2 separate regions of the Bicyclus anynana genome follow, and region 2 is linked to region 1. A link is a contact called in public Hi-C data. All regions are on one chromosome and are shown on one strand. The core of a region is the stretch at or near the end of the contact, and the rest is flanking DNA. Distances in the headings are between cores, read along the strand shown. Region 1 holds the start of LOC112046850 (neurogenic locus protein delta). Region 2 overlaps LOC112046850 (neurogenic locus protein delta).

Region 1 (2,988 bases), core at 289-2,788:
TTTATTTAATTAGCTTTTGGTTTTTGCCTAATTTGCGTGATAATTTTAAATATGGAATTTAGTTCTAAATGTGGTTTAGATTTTGACTGATTGGTTTATATTAGTTTACGTTGAATCAGCCAAGAATTTCGAGTTAGTGTTTGTAGTGTAATTGAAACAGTCTGTCAGTGTGTTGGTACGAATGTGTTACATTACATGTTAACTAGTTAAGTGTTACACATAATAAAATCGGATAGACCTTGTATCGGTTTAGATTGAAGTCTTTAAACTGTTAGAAAATTAGTTATCGAAGACGTACGAGGTATGTAATTAATTTTAATCATTATGAATTATGATCTACTACTGTTTAAGGATATTTTATTGAGATTAACAATTTAGTTTAAATTAGGCTGATTGTCTTACCTAATTATGTAGTTATTGGGTTGTATAATACGAACTTTTATTAGATGCATACAAATACAGATATTATTTATTGTTTCTAAGTACCTAACACGAAGTTATGTGCGAATAGGCACATAACTTTTTTAATAATTTAATAAAGGTTGATGATCATTGAGTTAATAAATAACAAATAAACCTTTGATACTAGGAAGATTATAGAATTTTTGATTATAAGTCAGGAAAGTTTACTAACATCTGTACGACCCTTAGGAGTAATAGCCTTGACCGTTTAAAGGACACTGACCTCCTGATTTATTATTATTATTTTAGTACAATCTTAGTCAAACTTTGCCGTCGACCCCAAAAATTAGGCTCGCTACAAACAAAGTTAACTTTGAACGAAAAGTGGATCAATGCAAGTGCCCGAAATATCCCCGTAGCAGATACAGGCCTGTCTACAGCTATTCCCGGCCACGCATCGCGGAATTAGTCCTTTTGGGAAATCGGAATCATCTCGAGGTATGCATCTAATTTTAAACGAAGAGGCTCGCAACCTTGCTGACCCCGCGCCGGCTGTATTAAAACCTGAACTTTCTTTATAACTATGCACCGAGTGTTTGCTCGGTAAACGTATTGAACACACACAAGCGCCTCGCGCCGGTCACGACTCGAGCTAACCTACACCCTCGCCGGCCAGTATCCAGGACGATCTAGGCCCTCTTTGCGCTCGTGGGAAAGTGAGTGTCGTGCCGTAACCGCCGATTCGCGATCGGCTCGCTCGCATACATTCGGGGACGTAAACAAACGGGGTTTCGCGGTTTCGGCGTGCGGCCAGTACCTGGGGCAGAAACCCTAGCAGGGCGACGAGCACCGCGGAAGCGCGCATACTGGCGCGACCACCGGCGCCTGGGCATACACGGGATCCGAAACCCGTCACAGATCGACGGCGGCGGAGTAATCCATCACTCGCACATGCTGCACTGAGTTTCACTGCAAGTCACACAACACTAGAGGTGTCACTGATCGGCTGCGGGAACCGGTCGCGGAGTTTCGTGCACTACGTTCGAAATTCGAATCGCGCGCGTGCGGCCGGCGTGCAGCAGCCGTGCTGACGTGTGATCGCGGCGGTGCGTGACGGCGGACTGAGGGCGGGTGGCGGCCGCGGTGCGGGCAGCGCACACCTGGCGCCCGCCGCGCCGCTAGATGGCGCTGCGCGGCGCATCTGCCGCCGCCGCCGCGCCGCCCGCGCCCCGCGCCCCGCGGGCCTTCAACCAGAAAATATACGGAAAACAGCCGTCTGCCTTTTGATAAACGTCTTGGACACGTGCTCGTAGTAAAGCACGTAGAAAAAATACTGTATAAGTTCATTTCAAGTTAAATTGCACTTTGGTTCAATATAATAGGTAACCTACGTATTACATATTTATGTATAGTGCTTTTAGTACTTAGATATCTAAAGAACAAAAGTTTAAATACAAGGTTGATGAAAATTTAAATTTATGATTTCAGTAAGTTTTTGAACAGGAAGGTAGGTAGGTAGGCTAGGTGCCCACCTACACGTAGGTAACTAGGAGATTTGGTGGGCGATAATAATATTTGAGGAAAAATATTTAAACTAATTAAAAATAAACATTTGGTAGACTAGGTGACCGCCTTCTTAATAGGATGTTAGTAGGTAGGTAGATAGGTACCTAACTTCCTGCCAAACTAATTATTAATTTGATGATTGATAGTGAATGATGCAGCTATTTGCCGCAAAAGGTCAACTATAAAATAAGTTAAAAAGACAATTTCTGAACGTAAAATGTAATAACACCTACCTGATACAGGATACAAAATCTCTAAACAGTTAGTCAGCAGTAGATGTGAAAAAAAAGCCACGTTTCCGTTCCCAATCGATATAAAACGTATAAAATCGCCATAATTATATTTCGATACATTAATTTAGGTTCGCGTGCTATCCGTACATTCACGTATGCAAATTGTGCTCAAAATCTGCTAATAGAACGCAGCTGGATGGGTGCGCGAATAAAATAATATAATTTTATTCTCTTGGGGTGATTACGGGTTTTTTTTTAATCGCCGGGGGATAAATGAAATTCGGTGGCAGTGTGCTGATTGTGAATGCGTGCAAGACTTATTGATGAAAAAAAAAAGATACTTAGCTATACCTAAATATCGATGTTTATTTAACCGACTTAAAAAAGGAAGAGGTTCTCAATTCGTCGGAATCTTTTTTATTTCTTTTTTCAGCTGGACGGGTGCACTAATAAACTAATATAATTTTATTCTCTTAAAGTGATTACGGTTTTTTTTTGTTAATCGCCGGGGGATAAATGAAATTCGGTGGCAGTGTGCTGATTGTGAATGCGTGCAAAACTTTTTGATGAAAAAAAAAAAGATACTTAGCTTTATCTATCGATGTTTTTTTTAACTGACTACAAAAAAGGAGGAGGTTCTCAATTCGTCGGAATCTTTTTTTTAAATTTTTTTTTTTCAGTTCGTATTTTCACCGATTAGGTACTCGAAGATGCCGAGTATCGATTTGGAAAATTATTTTTAATTTATTATGTCTAAGCATCATAACTCATCTTATTAATATTAATA
Region 2 (2,897 bases), core at 398-2,897, 41 kb before region 1:
CTAGAAAAATACTAAGACGCCATTTTGTTCACATTAGCTATTCAATAGCAACACGCTCGCTCTCGGGTTCTAAATCGAACGAGGAAACGGCGAAGCTATATCTCTGGATTTCCGAACCGAACGCCATAAAGGAGATCAGTTCGCTCGCCGCTCCAGACGTAATATAGCTTTAAACTCCAACAAAGCCCCAAACTTAGTGGGAGCGCTCGCAAAGCCGCTTACGAATCACTCCGCCAAATTGATGGAATTATATCGTATTATTCACCACAACGATGATACGGAGATCGTAGATAAATTGAAAATATAATCCGCTTTCGCGGAGTGGGGTACTTTCGCAGGTGAAATTTGTTGTTCGGAACAATCACTTCATATTCTCATGGCCTTTTTACTGTTAAATAAAAGTTTATATGCATATAAAGAGTGGAAAAGAATGCCGGGCGCCATGATTCGGCGGATCAAAGAGTTCACTCGAGTGCCGAGGAAGATCCACTCGTGGCTCGAGTTGCCTTATCATAACCCTTGAACGGTAGGTAAAACGGGAGTCGTAAAAAATTACACTTCAAACTAATATCGGGGTAAGTGAGCGCGGGCGGAAAGTTTACTGTTCCCCGAGCTATTAATTATTATCGACGAGTATCGATTTCTAATGCCGAGGGACGTAAAACTGCGCTGTTTCCGAAGACAACGCTAAGAGTTCTTTATTTAAAGGTAATCAGCTGAAAATCGGCGCTGTATGTCTATTTTCGTACAGCACTATGCTGAGCTGGATCCTTTTTCAAGGTTGTGCCAAATATGACAATGCTTAGACTACTATTGGGTTTTGACTTGCTTAAGTAGTCTGTATCAAGCACTACAATAGTGTTAAATCTGGTACAATTTTTGAAATAAATGATTTTTCTTTTTTTCGTATTTCTTTAAGGTCAGACAACAAAAAGCGTCCTTCCTCGAGGACGATGCACGTGTTAGGGACCGAGCAAATATTTAACAGTTCCGACATCTGTTTCTATTCTAAGCGGAAATTAGGTGCGCGTGGGATTCGCATCGCACAGAAGGTAATATTCGTGAGAACTTCACTCTCGCTAACGATTAAGCGAAATTAAGCGGCCGTAAAGGGCTCCTCGCGCGATGTTTACCCTATCATTAGGAGGAAGAGGAGACGGCGCGGATAATACGGTCGGGACATGCGAATAAGTTTTCGGGATAGTTACGCTTTCCCAGAAGGCGGGATACCGTTGGGCAGATGTGAGGCGAGTCTTGACACGGTCAAGTACGAAGTTTGTTTCGACTGGTGTGGACTTCGGTTCTCGTTTAAAGGTGTTTTTGACCCGGTTCGCTGTGTATGTGTGCGCTGTGTATAGCGTTGTTTTCATTTCATTACGGCCGCGTCTCTCGCTTTTATATTTCAATAATCGTTTCCCGGGAACATGGTTTGGGCTTCCTCAAGCGGAATTACGGTGAAAGTATATTTTAGTTTATCTCTCTAGCCATTTCCCGCTCGAAAATCATCGGCATATTTGTCGACCGCAACAGTTTACTTAAAACCCAGAACATTGTGATTTCGTGGTTATCCCGTCGCGTGGTACTAGGATCGCATAGCTGTAGAGAGCAGCCCTGGCGTGTGAAAGGGACAGCGCGCTACGAGCGCGGCGGTTTCCGTCTCTTTCCGGCGTGTTTTTTTGCGGCGCCGGAGTGTGGGAACGCGAAGGCAGGTGGGGCTGCAGAGATTGCGACGCGACATCCGCCCGCCACAATGCATCTCGAGACGCACCGCTTTGTTTTACAATACGACAACCATAGATAGAGAAATAAATAGACAACTTATTAGCGTTGAAAGAAATTTTATTAAAATTTAAAAATTAAGCGTATTCGATTTTGACGTGATTGTGACATCACAGCACACTATAATGTATTTTTTTTCAGTAATATATTTTAAGCTAACTTGTTATTTATAATTCGCAACAAGTTGAGCATCTACTTTTGTGTTACACTACATTTTTTTTATTATTAAAATCATAAAAATTAATTGATAAATTGTCAAAATTGTTTGATTTGTCGGTTGTGTTCGATAAAACGGCACACATCATTTCATTCTTTTCTTTACAAAGAAAGAGTCCGCACACAATTTTTTACTTTTTGAGGGAATGCGATCTATTCGTCTATCCATTTCTCTGTCTACACGAGAACCCGATATGTTTAACATACGTTATAATGACGTTGCGACGTTTTTTGTTTGCCGGCCATCCGTTCGCCGATACATTAAAATTGCAAATGCTCCGCGGATCTGGTAAAAGTGGGTGCGATCTAATCACTCATACTAATCTCCGTAATGACGCGGCTTTCACCGCTGAGCGTGAAAGACGTGTGTAGACACTATAACAATATAATGTGTGTACAAAATAATTGTGTGTGTCTACTATGTCATATTGTGTGTGTACTATAACAAACAACTTGTTGTAATGTTATACAATTTAAACACAAGCTTATAGAAAAGTCGTATTATAGTGTTTATTGATTATAGTATAAACATTAAAAAAGCTTGGAAATTAAATGTACTACATGACTGGCTACTTATATACCTATTGTTAAATGGTGATAAACTAAAAAAAAAACCTGGTTGAGTTTGTTGTGGTAACATTATTTCAAGTTTTAGACTAATTATTATCATCATTATCTAATAATACCTAACCCGAGGTTTCGAAAGTGCTTGTAAACTAAGCCTAATTGAAATAAATTAATTTTGACTTTGATATTAAAACTAAAACAGCACCATCATTTAACCTATTTTGATGTTTCACTACAAATCCATGCATAGGAGGGGTTCTAGAGCTAAGACCCATCACGCTCCAATGGTGATAATGTTTCAAACGACCATCAGATGTTCATGATAATGCTCGGGA

Evidence for each region. Hi-C and Micro-C count contacts between places; a contact is called where the count stands out from the background.
Region 2: a Hi-C map of whole larva shows a contact between it and region 1, with 2.8 times the contacts expected there. The contact joins the enhancer-like site here to the promoter of LOC112046850 in region 1. A contact is called at or near these places in 2 of 2 Hi-C or Micro-C datasets (whole body and whole larva).

What each region holds. Positions count from the first base shown.
Region 1 is chr22:4,492,816-4,495,803 of ilBicAnyn1.1, reverse strand. It overlaps LOC112046850 (neurogenic locus protein delta), which reads right to left and starts at 1,538. Exons shown (of 7, transcript XM_052888366.1): 1 at 1,220-1,538. The coding sequence starts at 1,267.
Region 2 is chr22:4,534,076-4,536,972 of ilBicAnyn1.1, reverse strand. The region is part of intron 4 of LOC112046850 (neurogenic locus protein delta); the gene reads right to left. Among protein-coding and RNA genes, the nearest start is that of LOC112046842, 29 kb to the left of the region's middle. Within about 2 kb of position 1,647, at least 4 of the 8 cell types and tissues checked have open chromatin away from gene starts, as enhancers often do.